4 separate regions of the Mus musculus genome follow, and all the other regions are linked to region 4. The links are chromatin contacts, called in public HiChIP or PLAC-seq and promoter capture Hi-C maps. All regions are on one chromosome and are shown on one strand. The core of a region is the stretch at or near the end of the contact, and the rest is flanking DNA. Distances in the headings are between cores, read along the strand shown.

Region 1 (4,539 bases), core at 1,962-4,461, 2.3 Mb after region 4:
TCACACGTCCCTGGCTGAGCCATCCCGCAGCCCCCTTTTCAGAACTCTTAGGACCTTTGTTAACTGAGTTCTCACTATTTCTTTGCTTGTGGCTTACTTTTCTTTCTATATCACTACCATTTATTTACCCGTTACTTTTTTAGGAATAAAAGGAGACAAGTTACTATTTTTTTCTCTTCTGTTTTTTGTTTTTGAAACAAGGTCTCTCCTTGTAGTTCTGACTATCCTGGACCTCACTATATAGACCAGGCTGACATCAAACCCACAGCAATCCCCTCCTTCTGCTGGGATTAAAGGTGTGTCTCACCACACCCAGACCACTTGTTGTTCAAAAGGATGAATATTTCTTATTTTTGTGTTCTAGGATCTAGATAATATTGATAATGTATAAGAATTTTTACAAAGATTTATTTCTGGTCTAGAGAGATGGCTCACCGGTTAAGAGTACTGACTGCTCTTCCAGAGGTCCTGAGTTCAATCCCCAGCAACTACATGGTGGCTCACAACCATCTGTAATGGGATCCAATGCCCTCTTCTGGTTTGTGTCTGAAGACAGCTAAAGTGTACTCATATAAATAAAATAAGTAAATCTTTAAAAAAAAAGATTTATTTCTATTCTGTATGGATAGCTGTTTGCCTGCCGGAACCTAAATGTACCACATGAATGTACCGTGTCCTCTGGGACCAGAAGAGGACACTGAATCCCTGGAACTGAAATTACAGGTGATTGTGGGTGCCATGTGGGAGCTGGAAATGAAAGCAGCAAGTACTCTTAACCACTGCATCATCCACCCAGCTTAATAGTAATTATTTTTATGAAGGTGGAGAGTGAAGTTCAGAAGGTATCCAAAAGCCCTAAGTGGCATTTGAGGCAGACACTCAATCCTTAAGCTCCTAGGATCTCTGTATTCTCTCCAGTAATCCATAACAGATGTCAGCACTTGAGAAGCAAGAGTTCTGCATCTTTTCCTGTCTCATGCATCTGTGATTCACATATAACAACAAAAGGGTAGATACTTACTGGAGGCATCTTCTGTCAGGTTTTCTTTATCCTCAGAATCTAGCCGACGTCTTTTGGAAATCATTTTGACTAACGTCTTCTGCCACTTATATTACTTCCTTAAAAAAACACCCAGGAGTTGGAAATTTAGCTCAGTGATATACACACTGCTTACCTCCACCACCAAAAGAACCAGCATAATCGGAGACTAGGAGTCATTCTAAAAACTATTCTCTCTACAAGCAGAGGGTTTGAGTCTTCACATTAACGCTGTCCAAACCACCCAAATGCTGAGCACATTTCAACTCCTACAACTGGCCAAGTTGCTTCTTTCACCAGGCTACTTCTCTGTTGCTAAAGGAGAAAGCCCATAACTCGTCTTCTGAGACTCAAGACCATCACCTAAGCTGCTCTCTAACAGGTTACTTCAGTACTGTGTCATGGTGGTGCTAAGGACTGAAGGTATAAGACAAGACAAACATCAAACATTGCAAAACAAGACAGACATCATTCCAGCGTGCAGGAGGCGTACAGCATTACAAGGTCTTAATGTATTGAACTACGTCTGTGTGACTGCAATCGAAGAGAAGCCAGGGAATTGAGTGAGAGCTTATGAGGACCGTTAGTCTACCTGTAGGTGGAGCAGTGAAGAAAAGCAGGAACAATTTTTCTGAACACGTTTTCCGTTTCAACATCATAGCTTTGTGTGTGCTAGGACAGTCATTTTTATTTTTAAAATATCTAAATCTTAGGTGTATGATGATTTGCCTGTGCATACGACTGTGGACCATGTACACACTGGATGCCTGCATAGGCCAGAAGAGAGTATTAGAGCCCCCAGAAGTGAAGTTACAGATAGTTATGAGCCACTATGTGGGTGCTGGGAAAGGAGCCGAGATTCTCTGCAGAGCAGCAAGTGTTCTTAACCACTGAGCTATTTTTCTAGTACGTATTTATTTTTAAGACAGGATTCCACCATGTAAATTGGACTGGCTGGTCTACATAGTTACCAGTTACATTCTAGGCCAGCTTCAGATATACAGTGAGGCCCTATCTCAATAACCAACAAACAAACAACCTTGTCTTATATGCTCTAATTATAATCTACATATTTCTCACATGCTAACTTAAGAAAGATACCATTACTAGTCTCCTAATCAGGGGAAGGGCTGAGGTTCTAACTCTAAAAAGTCTGGTTCCAGAATCTGTACTCCTTGTTTTGTTCATTTATTTTTGGTTCTTAGACAGGCCAGAATCTGTGGGTTTTGTCTTACTTTCAACTTCTAGGGTCTTGTGTAGCTGTTTGGTCTTGAACTCATACATAGCCAAAGGCAACTTCTCCTGCCTCCACCTCCTAAAAGCCAAGACTATGGGCTATTATTATTATTACTGTTTTTTATTTGGTTGGTTTTGTTTTTTTGTTTTGCTTTCTTTTGTTTGAGACAGGGTTTCTCTCACTCTGAGGACTGGCTGACCTTGATCGAACTCAGAGATCCAACTTCCTCTGTCTCTCAAGTGACACCACCACCCAGCTTCTCTCTCTCTCTCTTTATTTTTCTGTGTATACAATGTTCTGTCTGCACATCAGAAAAGGGTATCAGATTTCATTATACATGGTTATGAGCCACCATGTGGTTAAGGGGAATTGAACTCAGGACCTTTGGAGAAGCAGCCAGTGCTCTTAACCTCCAAACCATCTCTCCAGACTAGGGCAATGGTTTCTATTAAGGATTAACGTTCCTGGGCTGGTGAGACAGCTCTGGGATTAAGAGCGTTTACTGCTCTTGCAGAGGACCCAGGTTCAGTTCCCATTCAAACATGCGGCTCAAAACTGCCTGTAACTCCAGTTCTAGGGAATCCTGCGCCCCTTCGGGTTCCTATATGCATGTGGTGCACATAAACACAGAAGGTCAAATCATACATATACATTAAATAAGTCTTGCCAAAAAAAAAAAAAAAAAAGCCTCAAAAACTAAAAACAGGTTCAAATTTCTTATTATACGAGATTTCTTATTATGCGTTTCCTACAATAATATGTAATCACTGACAGCCACTTTTCAGAGGGAAACACTAGAACAAGTCAGGGCCGTCTGACTTCGGAGAGATACCATCTCGCTCCCAGGAAAGCCTAAAAAGCCACTAACCTGGGGACCCGCCAGTTGCTTCCCTTCGTTTTCGACTTTCCCGCTAGAAGAACGGCGCTCTGACGCCATCAAAGCCGCGCCGTGGCGTGACGTTACTCGCCCGCACCGGAAGTTGACGGCCTGGCGGCCCAGCTGGAAACAGTGCGCGGAGAAAGCTAGGCTGCCCCAGATTCCACGCCAGCCAGACTGAGGGGCGGGTGAAGGCCCGGAGCCGAAAGCCGGGAGGAACCCAACTCCTCCCGACCCGCAGCGAACTCTCAGCGAAGATGGCGGGGCCCGAGCTGCTGCTTGACTCCAACATCCGCCTCTGGGTGGTCCTGCCCATCGTTATCATCACTTTCTTCGTGGGCATGATCCGCCACTACGTGTCAATCCTACTGCAGAGCGACAAGAAGCTCACCCAGGAACAAGTGTCTGACAGGTCAGTACCCTCACCCTATCCTGCTGACCTCACTCCCGGGTGACCTTGGTCAAGAAAGTGCAGGGATTGATTGTATCACTTTAACTGAGTTTTCATCGCGCCCCTACGGGTTGACCTTGGCGGTTAGCTGTGTTTCATTTTTGTCAGTAAAATGGGAATAATCTCAGTACCTACCTAATAGAGAGAGCAGGCATGTAGATGTTAGATTGGATGATACCTAAAAGCCTTTAGCCCAGGGCCTTGCATGTACTAAGTGTTTAAGAAAACGTTCTTAATATTGTTAGGCTAGTTGCCAACCGTCAGTGAGGTTCTCTCTGAACTATCCTGCTCCATTCCGTTATTAAGAGTACCCACTGAGAGTCAGATGCAATATTCCCTTGAGTCCTGCTAACATCCAGGCAAGTGAATTTCATAATCTACACTACCAAAGAACTGTAGTGATCTGCTGAGATGCTAAGGTATAAAGTGCCTCCAAAGCTTGGAGACTACCACAGAGACGTGTGAGGAGTTGCGATGGACCATTCCACCTGCCTCCTCTCCTCACTTGCCTTCTTACAGTGCTTTTCTGTGGGAGACAGAACTTTGACATAACTTCAGCCACTTCACATTAAAATCAGTAACAGTTTTCAATCACTTATTCTAGTCATTTTCAGAGACTAGCTGAAGACAGTGCTGCTGGTTCCTTGACTTGTCCAGATCACATAGGAATCACTTTAATGAAGAGAAACGTTTCAAACGTTTCTGCAGAGAACAGAAAACAAAAACCAAAACAAAACAAAAACCTCATTTTGCCGGGCGTGGTGGCACACACCTTTAATCCCAGCACTTGGGAGGCAGAGGCAGGTGGATTTCTGAGTTCAAGGCCAGCCTGGTCTACAGAGTGAGTTCCAGGACAGCCAGAGCTATACAGAGGAACCCTGTCTCGAAAAACCAAAAAAAAAGAAGAAGAAGAAAAAAAAAAAAAAAACCTCATT
Region 2 (4,882 bases), core at 45-2,544, 2.5 Mb after region 4:
ATTAGTTATAAATAAAAGTGGTATGTCTTCTTTCTTTTTCTTTCTTTCTTTTCTTTCTTTTTCCCCGAGACAGGGTTTCTCTGTGTAGCCCTGGCTGACCTGGAACTCACTCTGTAGACCAGGCTGGCCTCAAACTCAGAAATCTGCCTGCCTCTGCCTGCCAAGTGCTGGGATTAAAGGCATGTGCCACCACTGCCCGGCTAGTTTTCTTTCTTTCTTTCTTTTTTAAGATTTATTTATTTATTTATTTATTTATATGTAAGGACACTGTCCCTGTCTTCAGACACACCAGAACAGGGCATCAGATCTCATTATGGATGGTTGTGAGCCACCATATGGTTGCTTGGAATTAAACTCAGGACCTCCAAAAGAGCAGTCAGTGCTCTTAACCACTGAGCCATCTCTCCAGCCGCCCCCCCCCCCCCCCCCGCTAGTTTTCATCTTTTTGTTTGTTTGTTTTTTCGAGACAGGGTTTCTCTGTATAGCCCTGGCTGTCCTGGAACTCACTTTGTAGACCAGGCTGGCCTCAAACTCAGAAATCCACCTGCCTCTGCCTCCCGAGTGCTGGGATTAAAGGCGTGTGCCACCACCCCCGGTGTAGTTTTCATCTTAAAAATAAAAAAGAAGCGGTACTGGGGATTGAACCAAGAGCCAAGTGCGTGAAAAGCAAGCACTCTTATTACTGAGTGCATCCCTCAGCTTCCCCCACTGATTTTTATTGCATGGTCCTCATAATCCTGCACAGTCATCACCTCTACTTCCTAAAGAAGGTTAAAAGGCAAACCACCGGTGCTTAGACTCCAAAATGTACTCTCATCTATTGCTCCCAACATTCTCTGTATCCCGAGTGGGCAGCACTGAGAAGTCAACATCCTAGGGAACAGTCCTCCCAAGTGCAGTCACTCACCGGAAGGACTGTCCAGAAGCTAAAACCAAGTCCAGACGCAGCTCAGAGCGTGGACACGGGATAGAGGCCCAGAGGGCCGGGCTGGAGCTTAGGGTGCGATGTCTCATGCTGCTAGGCAGCCAGGAACGGAATAACATTCGGCTAGCAGCCCCAGCCCATTACGGCACTGTCCAATCAGAACTCGACTTTCCCAAGTCCTAAAGCCTCGCACACAAGTGACCACACACACCGGGAGTGTAGCACCGTGGGTCCTAGCTTATGGGTCCGGTGTAATTTTAATTTGAGTCCCTGTTGAATGAATTTCCCTCTCCTCGTAGGAAAGCCTCTCGCACACCACCAAACCCCTAAACGCCCCACTCCGCTCTCCCGTGCAGCACGCCCCGCCTCTTCCTCCGGACGTGGCCCCGCCCCCAGGACCTCCCGGCGCGCGCCTCCTCCTCCTGCGCAGCCCTCGAGGTTTGGAAAGGCGCGCCAGTATGGTTCTTCCGGGTCCCAGTTTACTCCCACCGGAAGTAGATCCTTGCTCCCGCTTATTTGACCCTAGAGGTAGCCAATCCGAGAAGAAAGTACGAAGCACCAATGAGAACTCGGGAGTGCCGGAGTGGGCGGGCCTGTGAGGTGGGAGCGGTTGGCCTGCTGGCCTCGCTGCTTGGCGATTGGCTGCCAGAGACCCGGCTCTGCCATTTCAGGGCTTTCGGTGCAATCTCAGGGCCTGCCTGCAACTTCTCGTGCTGGCCCGCACTGGAGCCACATCATTGCGGGGCGTAGTGGTACACACCGGTCGTCCCAGAACTCGGTAGGCAGAGGCGGGAGGCACGTTTGAAGCTTAACTAGGCTGGGCTTCATGGCGAGACTCTGTCTCAAGAAATAAACCGAAAGAATCTCATCCTCCCCTGCTCAAGCCTTTCTCCACCGAGCCTCTTCTGAGGCAGTGATTTTTCAGCGCTGTCCCCTCCACGTCTTGTCAGGAGGCCCCGAATGCGCCATCTCGGGCTTCCCAGGCTTCAGAGGCCAGTCTCAGGTTTGCTCGCCCTGGCTACAGCCTGCGGCACAGCTACCCGCTCCAGTCCGAGCGTGGAGAGATGGGCTTTCTTTGGAGTTCACTCCGTCCAAATGCCAGTGTGTGGCTCTAGGCAGCCTAAGGGACCAACACAACCAGCACCAGCCACCTTGTTCCAAAAAGGACTATATCATTTATAATTTTTTAAGACAAAAAAAGAATGCTTAGGCTAAGAAATATGAACTTCAGCCGGGCAGTTATGGCGCATGACTTTAATCCCAGCACTTTGGGAGGCAGAGGCAGGCAGATTTCTGAGTTTGAGGCCAGCCTGGTCTACAGAGTGAGTTCTAGGACAGCCAGGGCAACACAGAGAAACCCTGTCTCCAAAAACAAACAAAAAAAGAAAAGAAAAAAAGAAAGAAAGAAACATGAACTTCGGACACTAGTTTGACACACTAGGGCATTTTCCATCAAGCAGAGAAATTTTCGGGTTGTGCCTAAATTATTGGACTACAGACTCAAGGGCAGGGCTGGATGCTGATTAGTGTGTGTGTGTGTGTGTCTACAGAAAGGCACAGCACACCTGCTAGAACACTATTAACCAACATCAAACAAACTGGGTCTTTTGTCTCAGTTTCATTAAGCAGTAGCTGTAAGGCTCTCAGCATCCATGTTTTACTGTGATTACCTCATCTAAAGGCATGTCACCTTACAGGTGCCTGGCACTGAGAAGGCATTCTCTCCAACAAGACTTTAAGTTAGGAAAAACGCCAAGGTTGCATGTGCATTAACAGGCTGGTACACACCTACTTTGTTTTCAACTGAAGTGTCTGAAGCCCTTCAGCTACAGTCCTAACAAAGGACTTGAAGCAACTGAATCCCATAAGATGGCAGTAATGGACTCATCTGGTCTTAGGTGCTAGCTGAAAAGACACCTTTCCAGACAAAGAGACCTGGGTTTAAGTCCTAGCTCTCCAACTTCTTAGTTGTAGGAACTTTGGCGAGTTAATTTTTCTAAACCTTAGCATCTGAGGTAAACAACCTGTAATTAACACACCCCATAATTACTGTAAAGATTGCACAACAGTATATCTAAAGGTACTTAGTATGGTCCTGTCACTGTGGAGATAGCTGCGTATTATTAGCCATCCATAGTTATTGCAGGGATTAGACACAATTTATGTATTTCTAGGTACTTAGGGCAGTGCCTGAGAGTACATAGGACATGTGAGCTCTTACTTAGCTTTGCTATTCAAACTTTTCAAAGACGGGTTCTTGTTATGTTATTCTGCCTCCCCTTTGAACTCATGGCAATTCTCCTGCCTCAGCACCTCACGTCCTGGGATTACAGGACCGTGCTACTACTCTATCTAGCTTGCTTATATGTCTTATGACTGCCGTGCACAGTCATCAGCAACCCTTTGGGCACAAAGTACATCCCAAGTATGAGGCACAAAGCTCTCCCTCGGAATCCCTCTGTCCTAGTAGAAGGCAAGAAGAAAGAATTCTAAATAGACTTTATTTTCTAAGAATCAATATATTTTCTTCCTTTGAAATAAATACAAACCAGTTTGAAAGGTAGGGGGAGTTCTATGGGAAAAGGAAAGGAAGTAGAGACAAGCTCCATTCTTTTCTTTTTTTTTTTTCTTTTTCTTTTTTTAGTACCAAATGACTCTGGCGCGACCCGGAAACGCAGTTACAAATGAGAATAATTTAAATTCTCCAATAATTACAGTATTTACAACAGCAGGGGAGGGGTCACCTAGTGCCCCTCTTCCAGGCTAGACAGACATCAATCCCACGGCTAGGCTGGGATGATGCTGATTTACCTTACCACCTGCAAGGGCCTCAGGCCTCTAGGCAGGTATGAATTCCCCTGGCATGAGTAGGTAAGGGTGGTAGGGCCTGTTTTTTACAGTATTCTTACTGTGGCCCACCACCCTGCCCTACAATGCCATGAGTTTTTGAACTCGTTAGACCTCTGAGACCTCTCCTCTCCTTGCACTGAGTGGCCATGGGCCCTTGGAGTGTTTTGTACAGTCCAGCTGCACTCAGGGCAGGAGGGACCTCCCCTACCCAACTTCCCCTGAGACTGGCCCCAAGACCAGGAATTAATCAGTGCAGAGGGCGGCATCACTCCAGGACAATGAGCAAAGGGAAGGAGAGCCATCACAGCACCACCGGGCTCTGAGAGTATCAGTCACTATCGCTGGTCTCGCTGCTCTGCTCACCCTGCACCTTGCTTCGGTGCTGCAGAGCCCTGTGGTAAGCAATCTGCACTGACTTGCGGATGTTGGACTTGCGGCCCTCCAGCATCTTCTCTTTGTCTAGATCCTGGTTCACACCCAGAGGAACAAGCTTAGTCCGGGGCAGCCACTGCCTGTCAGAGAAGGTAAGAAGATGAGATGAGGCATGATTTCAGGTAGAAGAGTGCTCGCCCTTTTGAACCCCGTGCTGTTAGGAATGCCTACTCCTAGCATCCCTGCTATCAAGGGACTGTGTATTGTATTGAGAAGAACAGCCCAGGCAGCAGATCAGGGGGAGTAAATGAATCAGGAGATGCTTGAGGCAATAACATTGATTCTACAAGGATTTACTAAAAGACTTGCTTAGGAAATACTGAGTTACATGAAGTAGAAGTTAGCTAAAGGAATTCTGCCTCCAATATGACTAAACAGGTGTGTTAGAAACCGTAGGAAAGACAATTTTGTACAAAAATGGCAGTCTAGGGTTGCTGAGAAAATGTTTCTGCTAATGTTTGCTCACCAAGATTGATATCCAGTTAATCTAGATTCCCAAAACAAAAGGAGGCAACACTGACTTAAAACCAGCCACTAGGTCCATCTCCGTATCAAAGAACATGCCTCTAAGGTTGCAGAGCAAGGGACAACTATTATTAATGGCATCCTGGTCTGCCATCAAGTAAATTACTTATAAGGAAAAGCATAATTCTATCAAGTGGCCAAGACGATCCT
Region 3 (5,016 bases), core at 107-2,606, 2.3 Mb after region 4:
GTTGGTTGGAGGGGGTTGTGGTTTGTTAGTAGCTGTGCTCAAAGAACAAACAAAAGGAAAGAAATTAGATTCAAGGATCTCTCTTTTCTCTATCCTTCTTTCTGTCTCTAGTGATAGGGGGTGAAACTGGGGGTGGGAGGATAAAGTGCGGGGGATGGGGGTGGGAGAAGAACCCAGAAAGTACCTAAGGTCAGCTACAGTTCAGCCTTCTCCATTTCTCCCGCTAGTGTTAGAGGCTGAAGATAAAGAAGGTATTTGTGGTGATTTGAATAACAATGGCTCCCATAAGCTCATATAGTTGAATACTTAGCCATCAGGGAGTGGCCCTATTTTGAAAAGATTAGAAGGATTAGAAAGTGTGGCCTTAACAGAAGCTGTGTGTCAAATGGGGAAGGCTTTGAGGTTTCAAAAGCCCATGCCAGGCCTAGTCTGTCTGTCTGTCTGTCTCTCTGTGTGTGTGTGTTTCTATTGATCAGTATGTAGCTCTCAGCTACTGTTCCAGTGCCTGCCAACATGATGATAAGGGACTAAACCACTGAAGTTGTAAGCAAGCACCCAATTAAATACTTTCTCTTATAGCAGTTGCTTTGGTCACGGTGTCTCTTCATAACAATAGAACAGTGACTCAGGTAGTATTGTATCCAGTCACAAAGGCCAGAAGAAATTACATGATCGGCTAACCACATGCTGAAAATCACCACATCGGAGACCAGAAAGAAGTAGACCTAGGGCTGGCAAGCTGCTTCTGCAGGTAAAGAAGATCTGAGTTTGGTCCCCAGGATACACAAGGCAGAAGGAGAAAACTGACTCCACAGACATGATGTGGTATGCCACAGGCCACACAAATACAAACACACACACACACACACACACACCAAAATAACAACAACAACAATAATAGAAAAGAAGGAGGGTGAGGAGAAAGAAGAAGAAAAGAAGAAAAAAGAAAGAAGTAGATCTTCGAAAATGTGTCAGAATATATTGTAAAATGATGAGGAGAAAGGCAAGTTACAAGAGCAATTAAGAAAGCGTGGGCTCATTTTTATTTAATATGCTCTGGGAAAAGCCTGGAAGATATGCCAGGCTGTATGTATGATCTACCTATGCCTGTATGAATCCAGAGAAAGTGAGCTCCCAGTCCCCGCAGGTATGCAAATAAAGCGGGCTGTAGCTAGAAGGAACACTGCAGAACCCCACAGGGCTCTGACACCATCTGGGCTGTGCTGCTTGTGAGAAAGGGGCGGTGAGGAGCAGCGAACAGAGACCGTTCCCAAAGGAAAGGGTTAAGTATCCCGCGCTCCTGTGGGCGGGCTTGACGAGGAGATCGGCAGAGCCGGGCTCTGCTGGCCAAGCCTGAGCATCTCGGAGGATGCGCCTCCGGGAGCGGCTGCAGGGACGCGCGCAAGGTGAACGCATGGCTGCGGATGCAGCGCGCAGGTGAGGAGCTGGCCGAGGGAAGGGGAGATGGCGGGACCCAAGAAGGCAAGGAGCAAGGCTTACAGCCCCTTCGCGGGCATGGGCCTGCACGGTGCCAAACCCCACCCGGGACACTGCGGGAAGGCATGGAGCCAGGGAGAGAGAAGCTGGAGAAGGAGGAAGAGAGGTAACCCGAGATGGACCAGCTTCTGCAGGCTGTCCTGCAGAGGCCCTCACCCTGCTCCCCCCACCCCCTAGTCTCTGCGGCTGATTGATCTCATCTCCCCTCAGAACTGTCCAGCCATGGGGACCCTAATGCTAGGCAAGCTCCTGCCTGGACTGCGGGTGCCCACATCTCTTGCATCGGGGGTGGTAGGCAGATGGCATGTTATTCACTGAAGGCCCAGCTCAGCCATCTCCTCCTCTGCAAAGTCTACAGAGCTGTACGGGCTTCAGTATCTCTAGTATGTGTTTTCAGCTGGCTGTGCGACCTTGGACAAGTTGCTCAACCTCTCTGACTCTTGGTTGCCCACTCTCCTTTCCTGTGTGATGGGTACTTGCACCTGCTGTATGGGAAGGTTTAGAACAGAGGCCTAACTAAGCAAAGAGCTCAACACAGGGTATTATTATAACCTATATCCATATCAGGGGCCCCAAGTCCTTCCTTCGCACACCTCATCCCCAGCCTCAGAACTGAGGACTTTATGGGTCCCCAGACCCCAGCCTGGCCTATGAGCAGAACCTGGGGCTTAATAGATGTTTGAGAGAGGGCTTACCAAGACTTAAAGGCTGTCTGAATTAACGCTGTGACTGGACCCAAGAGGTCTTTGAATCCCCTGAAACTTCCCACAACCTCTGATGAGCCTAGGGGTACTCCTCGGAAGAGTCTCTGGGGTTACCTCTAACTTCTCCTAGTGTCTGAGCCACCAAAGGTGGCTGTGTCCAAGAGGAAAAGGACACAGCACCTGCCCCTAACACAGCTGGCCCTCAGCTGGCTGGCCACTGCTGATCCCTCCTACCTCCCTGGCCTACTTAAGGATGGACTTAGGAATAGGGACCTCTTGGGAATATATCTACCTGGGCCCGGATTGTACAGGGGCTGGAGGTGTAAAGGAAAAAGACAGGAGCCCCAGGCCAGCGGCAGACAGGAGATGATATACAAGGGAGCTTTGCTCCGGATAGGGAGAGCCAGGAACAGAAGGCATCCCTGGAGAGGAGTGTCTAGGCTAATACGAACTACCCTCCAATTGTCCCTGGACATGATGCCGACCTCTTTCCCTTTAAAAAACACTGCTTCTCAGACCGCCTCCTGTCGGAGCTCTCCAATCCACGTGATGGTTCACAGGAGCCCTTGCTGACTAGCCCCTGCCTGCTGACCACCAGCCACCCCAAAAGAGGTGTTCTGAACTCACTGAGTTCACGCCTGCTCCTGAGTCTTTGTATATGCTATTGCCGCTGCCAAAGGCTTTCCCCTCAGAGCGTCAAATGCTTGGCTCTCTTACCATTCTGCCTTTGCTTAAGTGTCTCTCTCCTCAGACAGGCTCTCCTGGCACCCCTGTGGAGACTCTCCTCTGTTATCATCTAACCACACTGTATTTTCTTCAAAGCTAAACTTTATAATTTTAGGGAGTCTCATTTCATAGTTCTCAGGCTGGCCTGCAACTTGCTAGGTAGATCACAGAGATCCTCCTGACTCTGCTAAGGATCTGAACTTTAACATTTTTAAAAAATTATATGTATCGTGTGTGTGTGTGTGTATGTGTCTGAGTGAGTGTCTGTGTGTGTACATGCATGCCTATTTGGAGATCAGAAAACAACCCAAGGGAATCAGTTTTCTCTTTCCACCATGTGGGTCCTGATCAAGGATTGAACTCTGAGGTCATCAGGCTTGGCAGCAAGCCCCTTTATCCACTGAGCCTTCTCACTGGCCGTTAGGTTAAAATCATTTATTGTCCATCTTACTTATATCTCTCCACAGTGGGGAGGGGGCAGTCTTCTCAATCTTGCTCAGCGCTATATCCCAAGGTCTGTTCAATTTATGTGTTGAACTAGAGAAGGGCTTATGAGGGAAGAAAGCTTTCCAGACAAAGGCTAAGGAGATAGAGCCCTGCTATCAAGTTCCTCCTGTGGGTCTGACCTTCATGTGTCTCATTAGTTATGCGTCATATGAATCCCCTTGAGGTAGACACTCTTGTTAGCTTCATTTTAGAGATAAAAGTTAAAACCACGATGCTGAGAAGCAAAGTAACTCACCCAGGAGACAAGATGCCAGGAATCTAACTCAGGGCCCTCCGCAAATGCAGGGGCATGTTCCTCTTTCGCTTTTATGAGAGCTGGATGTTGATAAATCTAATTTGAGGGCAGGCAAGAAGGCTTAGCAGCTAAAGAGGTTTGCCACAAAGCCCGATGGCCTGAGTTTGATCCCTGGGAACCACGTGGAAGGAGAGAACTGACTCCCACAGGTTGTCCTGCCCTCCAAGCACTTGCTGTGGCAAACATCCCCCCTTAATTAAACACCTAAATGTGATTTTAAAAACGTAAAATCTGTTTTCAGGGACTGGAGAGATGGCTTAGCCAGCCAGAGCAAGTAGCACTTCCTGCTCTTGCAGAGTATCCAGCACTGGGGTTAGGTGTCTCCCAGATGCCTGTAACTCAGCCCCTGGGGAATCCAACACTCTCCCCTGGCAATGGCAGGCACTGCACTTAACATATACAACTACTCCTGTCATATGTGTGTGTGTATACACACACACACACACACACACACACACACACACACACATATATATATATATATATATACACACATATATATATATATATATATACACACACACACATATGTGCATAGGTACATATATATGTATATCATATATAAAATATACTTAGTATATACAACTAAAAGGCTGGGCCTGTTAGCACACACACCTTTAATCACAGCACTCAGAAGGCAGAGACAAGTAGATCTCCATTAGTTCTATGCCATCTTGGTCTACATAGTTCAGGTCAGCCATGGCTATATAGACCCTGTCTCAAAAAATAAAATCTTGGGACTGGAGAGATAGCCCAGTGGTTACAAGCACTGGCTGCCCTTCCAGAGGACCCAGGTTCAATTCCCAGCACCTACATGGCAAATGACAAATGTCTGTAACTCCAGTTCCAGGGGATCCTATACCCTCACACCAATCAGTGCATATAAGATAAGCTAAATAAGTTATTTAATAAATGAAATTGTCAGGTATAGAAGGCATTCCATCCCGAGGGAACAGAACCTGGTGTCAGGACAGAGGCTGAGTCAGCTGGCCTGGCCGCAGTCTCGGAAAGCCAGGAATAGAACTTGCATTCTCTCCCAAGAGCAGTGGGGAGTCAGAAAGTTTTGAAAGCAAAGGAAGTGATGTGAGCAGAGACCCAGTTTTTTAAAACTTTAAAAGCCGGGCTGACACTGTTGTTTGATGCTTCTCTTCTTTCCCACCAGCCCCTGGAGGAAGTCATGGGACCCTTCAACCCTCACGCCATCTCCCTCTGCTTTATCTTTCCTTTCTCCGCTTTTGTAGACGGGTCCAGTGAAGCCTAGAAGTCAAGGGCTCTACACTCAGGCAT
Region 4 (4,886 bases), core at 293-2,792:
TCTTTGGATGCCTGGGCCATGGCCAAGGTTAGGTGGCAAAGCAAATTTCCCAAATGTCAGCTATGAGATGAGATAAGGCTGCAGGGCAGGGCCACTTAACCCCCCTCTCCCTGGTCGCCTTGAAGGGGAGCTCTGTCTGGCCAATTGCTGGGGTTCCAGGGCGACTCTTTCTTTTCAGGAGATAAGGTTGCCTGACCTCCGTGCCTTCCCTCGCATCTCAGTGAAACCATGGTGCCTTGTCATGGTTTTGTAAGTGTTCAGAGGCTGTGGCTCAGAAGGGCCAGTAGAAGCGAGTGCCTCGGGTTGTGGGGAGTCAGGAGGATGCTAAATCTAGTGAAGATGGTCCCCAGCACAGAGAACTTGTTCAAATGTTGATCTTTATTTTGTGACCTACAGTTTAAAATGTTAGAATCAGGTGGGTAGTTCAGCAGTTGAGTTTTCCTGGCATGCCCAAGGCTTAGAGCTCAGTGCCCAGCAGTACAAAACTTTTTCTTTTTTTCTTTTTTTTTTTTTTTTTTGGAGACAGGATTTTTCTATGTAGACCAGACTGGCCACCAATTCACAGAGCTCCTCCTGTGTACTACCATACCTGGCCAGACCACATTTTTGTAAGTGTTTAATTAAATGGTTTTGTTTTGTGTTTAACACATTTACAGCCACTAACACTAGCTAACTCAAAGACATTTCTGAGCCTGGCGTGGTGGCACATGCCTTTAATCCCAGCACTTGGGAGGCAGAGGCAGATGGATTTCTGAGTTCGAGTCCAGCCTGGTCTACAAAGTGAGTTCCAGGACAGCCAGGGCTATACAGAGAAACCCTGTCTCGAAGAAACAGGTGTAAGGCCTGAGCCTGAGTCTGGATTCTTCCGTTTACTAGACTCCTCCATGTAGTGTGGGTCATGTATCTTTCCATGCACACCCCATAGTTCACCTATTAGTGGAGATTTCAAAGGTTTATTATTAGGACTGGTTCTAACCTGTTTCTGGCTTTGATTAAAGATAGGCTCTCATTGAGTGGCTCTGGCTGGCCTGGGACTTATGTAACACAAGCTGGCCTCAAACTTAACGTCTATCTTCCCGCGCTGGGATACAAGTGGTTGCCACCAAAACTGTTGATTCCAGACCATAACACCCAGTCATAGCACCAAATACCTGTCTTTTATTTGACCTTGACTGACTAGGATTCTCAGAACCCAGGGTAGAGTTATGATACTTTTTTTAAATGAGAAAAGTGAAGCCTGAAGATAAGATCTGTGAAGGACCTGCAGCTTACAAGAAAATAGGACATTTTTTTTTTTCTTCAGAATAGGGGGCCATGGGAAGACTGGGACATATGTATGATTTCCCAAAGGAGGCACCAGCCAGAGCTAAGCAAATCGCCGAAGCTCCTGACTTCCGGGTTTGGGAGGTGGAAGGGAAGAAAGGTTCTCCCGCCTCCTTCTTGCAAGTGGAAGCGCTCAGCCAATCGGTGTAGGGCATCTATAGTCATGACAACAGAGGCTTACTCTCAGCAGGTTGAGCAGCCTTTTGCAAAACCTGAAGCTTATTTCCACCAAACGGCTAAACTGGGGGCGTACTTCATAACGCCATCTACAGGAATCCTCCGGCTCCGGGCGGCAGAGCTGTTGGAGAGCTCCAGGATAGGCTAGAAGCCTCATTGTGCCGTCTCCATTGTGGGATAGGGAGTTCCAGAAGGTCACAAACGGCCTGGATTCCTATGCCCGGACCGGACCTAGCTAGAGAACCCGGCTGAGTCACGTGACTTGGAATCAAAGCCAGGCTCTTGCGCCTGGGAACCTGCATTTTTCTCAGTTGGGCAACAATGCGTTCTATATTGAAAAAGAGACCTGGAGAGGAGACAGTCAGCTGTCTGCCCCCAAACAAGTGCTTGGCAAAGGTTTGCAATTTGAGAGGTGGAGGGTACAAACAAACAAGAAGAGTTGGATGCCAGAAGACCCATGCTCTCCGAAAACCTCCTCCCCACCCATCTAATGCTTCGCAGTGGGATGCTGGTCTCTCTAGCCACCTTTCCAAAGCACACAGTCAGAATGTGGCAGAAACCCTGGCCAAACATAGTGGGAAGCAAAAGAAATCATCCAGGTTATGGGAGGCCCAGAAAGCCGAGGAGAGAAAAAGTCGTGTGACTTTCGGCTTGACGATCACAGACGCTGGTAAGTGACAGTGCTCTTCATGGAGATGGAAAGTGTCTGCAGGACCTGGTTAGATGAGACTGGAACCAGGGGACACGTTTAATCTTAGTCGTGGACACCTAAGACCCTGTAAACTATAGAAGTGAGATGTTTTCAGAACAACTAAGATGGCATGGTTGTGCTGGGATGGGGGTGCTCAGCACGGAGGTGAGTGGGAGAAGCTGCCTGGTGTAGAGTGTTGACACTTAGAGGAGTGACCAGGACAACAGGATGAGCCCAGGATGACGGCCAGAAAGGAAGGCAGCAGCTGAGGTGTGAGTCAGGGAAGGAGAACAAGTGTGTTTTCTGAGGCGAAGTGAGGGCTCTAAGGCAGGTGCTCCTGGGAGACACACAAGGGTCAGTAAATGGGGTCTTATCCAGCATTCGAGGCCCACAGTGACGTTCTGGGAATGTACAAACAGAAGCAAAGTCAGCCAGTGACATCAGAAAGTGTACCTGTGCATGCAGGAGTGGAAATTCAGCGCTTTCTCTTCCAACTCCACCATCTCTTCTAATGACAGGATGGTAGCCTCAGCCTGTCACTGCTTGGTCATAGTCCTGAAGAGCACTAGAAAGAAGTGGTGTGAAAAGTGAGTGGGTGGTAAGCAGGCCACCTGTCTGCAAGAGGGTGGCTGGGATAACACCTGATAGGCTAATCACTGTTCTTTGCCGAGAAGAGAGACAAGGCTTCAAGGCAACTCTTATGAAAGAAAACATTTAATTGGGGGTCTTGCTTATAGTTCCAGAGGCTTAGTTCATTATCATCATGGCAGGGAGTATGGTAGCAGACAGGTATGGAAAAGTAGCTGAGATCCATACCCTGATACACAAGCTGAGAGAGAGAACACCTGATGGGGGCTTTTAAAACCTCAAAGCCACTAGGCACTGGTTGTTAGCCTTTAATCCCAGCACTCAAAAGACAGAAGCAAGAAGATCTCTGAGTTCAAGGCCAGCCTAGTCTACAGAGGTAGTTCTAGGACAGCTAGGGCCATACAAAGAAACCCTATCTCAAGAAAAACAAGACTCAACGCCCACCCCTTGTGACACATTTCCTACAACTAGCTCTCCCCTCCTCTTCCTCTTCCTCTTCCTCTTCCTCTCCCTCCCCCTCCTCCTCTTCTCCACCTTCTCATCTTTTCAAACAGTTCTATTTCCTGGTGACTAAAAGTATTCAAACAAATGAGCTTAAGGGAGCCATTCTTATTCAAATTATCACACCCTTACTATGAAACTCAGGATGGGTAAGGCTGGAAGAGAAACCTCAAGGAATACCATGCCCTTTAGAGCACACAGCAACTAGGTGAATGGAACCCAGGGGTCAGGGAAGGAGAAAGGAAATGTGACTGAGCAGAAGAAGCAATGTAGAAAAGAGGACAAGGTGGGTGTGACATCCTGGGAGAGAACAGGGGCCAAGAGCTTTAGGCCACAGCAGTAATGGGTTAACTCCTTGAGCACCAAAAAGCCAGCTGTCTTAGGGTTTTACTGCTGAGAACAAACACTATGGCCAAGGCATCTCTTATAAGGGCAACATTTAATTGGGGCTGGCTTACAGGTTCAGAGGTTCAGTCCATTATCATCAAGGCAGGAGGAGCTGAGAGTTCTACATCTTCATCTGAAGGCCACAAGGAGAAGACTGGCTCCCACATGATTAGGAGGAAGGTCTTAAAGCCCACACACACAAGTGACACACTTCCTCCAACAAGGCCACATCTCTTTTTTTTTTTTTTTAAAGATTTATTTATTATGTAAGTACACCGTAGCTGTCTTCAGACACTCCAGAAGAGGGTGACCCCTCTCCTCTTCTGGATCTCGTTATGGATGGTTGTGAGCCACCATGTGGTTGCTAGGATTTGAACTCAGGACCTTCGGAAGAGCAGTCAGTGCTCTTAACCACTGAGCCATCTCTCCAGCCCAAGGCCACATCTCTTAAGTAATGTCACTCCCTGGAAAAAATCTACTCAAACCACCATTCCACTCCCTGGCTGCCATAGGCTTGTTCAAATATATGAGTCTATGGAGGCCACACCTAAACATAGCATAGTGAAAAATGCATTTAGTTCAACTTCCAAAGTCTCCATAGTCTATAGGAGTCTCAACAATGTTAAAAGTCCAAAGTTCAAAGTCACTTCTAAGATTCATCCAGTCCTTAACTGTAATCCTCAAAGTGAGACTGGAAACCAATTAGGCAAACTCCAAACTCTGCATCTCTATGTCTGATGTCAAAGCAGTTTTCAGATCTCCAACTCCTTTTTCATCTTTGTTGACTGCAACAAATTTCTTTCTCCTGGGCAGCTTTCCTAACAGGTATCCCAGAGCTCTGGCATCTTTAACATTTTGGGGTTTCCAAGTCAACTTCAGCTTCACAGCTCCTATTCCAATGTCTGGGATCCACATGATCTTCCAGGCTCCTCCAAAGGGCACACCACATCTCCAGCTCTGCCCTCTGTAGAACTCTAGACTCTGGTTGACTCCACTCCATTGGTGCTGTTCTTGGTGGTCATCTCATGGCACTGGCATCTCCAGTATACTGAGGTCTTCTGCTGCAACTAGAATTCACCAATACCCTCTCATAAGCTCTCTTCATGGTGCCAAGCCTCAACTTCTTTGCATGACCCCCTTAGCCCTGGGCTGTCAACTGCAACTAAGGCTGCTCCTTCACCAATGGCCTTCCATGGTCCCTCACAGTGCCAAGGCTCAG

Evidence for each region. Promoter capture Hi-C pulls out the DNA fragments that hold promoters and counts their contacts. HiChIP or PLAC-seq counts read pairs in DNA pulled down with a chosen protein or histone mark.
Region 1: a contact with region 4 is called in a promoter capture Hi-C map of liver, with 2.3 times the contacts expected there. The contact joins the promoter of Fancd2 here to the promoter of Efcab12 in region 4.
Region 2: a promoter capture Hi-C map of pre-B cells shows a contact between it and region 4, with 4 times the contacts expected there. The contact joins the promoter of Ogg1 here to the promoter of Efcab12 in region 4. A contact is called at or near these places in 2 of 39 promoter capture datasets (erythroid cells and pre-B cells).
Region 3: an H3K27ac HiChIP or PLAC-seq map of embryonic stem cells shows a contact between it and region 4, with 4 times the contacts expected there. The contact joins the promoter of Prrt3 here to the promoter of Efcab12 in region 4.

Annotation. Positions count from the first base shown.
Region 1 is chr6:113,530,354-113,534,892 of GRCm38.p6, reverse strand. Fancd2 (Fanconi anemia, complementation group D2) reads right to left here and starts at 3,211. Exons shown (of 44, transcript NM_001033244.3): 1 at 3,145-3,211; 2 at 1,022-1,119. The coding sequence starts at 1,085. Emc3 (ER membrane protein complex subunit 3) reads left to right here and starts at 3,255. Exons shown (of 8, transcript NM_175101.3): 1 at 3,255-3,565. The coding sequence starts at 3,411.
Region 2 is chr6:113,323,388-113,328,269 of GRCm38.p6, reverse strand. Ogg1 (8-oxoguanine DNA-glycosylase 1) reads right to left here and starts at 1,294. Exons shown (of 7, transcript NM_010957.4): 1 at 908-1,294. The coding sequence starts at 1,044. It overlaps Brpf1 (bromodomain and PHD finger containing, 1), which reads right to left. Exons shown (of 13, transcript NM_030178.2): 13 at 3,408-4,287. The coding sequence ends at 4,104.
Region 3 is chr6:113,498,271-113,503,286 of GRCm38.p6, reverse strand. It overlaps Prrt3 (proline-rich transmembrane protein 3), which reads left to right and starts at 1,356. Exons shown (of 4, transcript NM_001289700.1): 1 at 1,356-1,437; 2 at 4,971-5,016.
Region 4 is chr6:115,835,068-115,839,953 of GRCm38.p6, reverse strand. It overlaps Efcab12 (EF-hand calcium binding domain 12), which reads left to right and starts at 1,542. Exons shown (of 9, transcript NM_001110506.1): 1 at 1,542-2,170. The coding sequence starts at 1,822.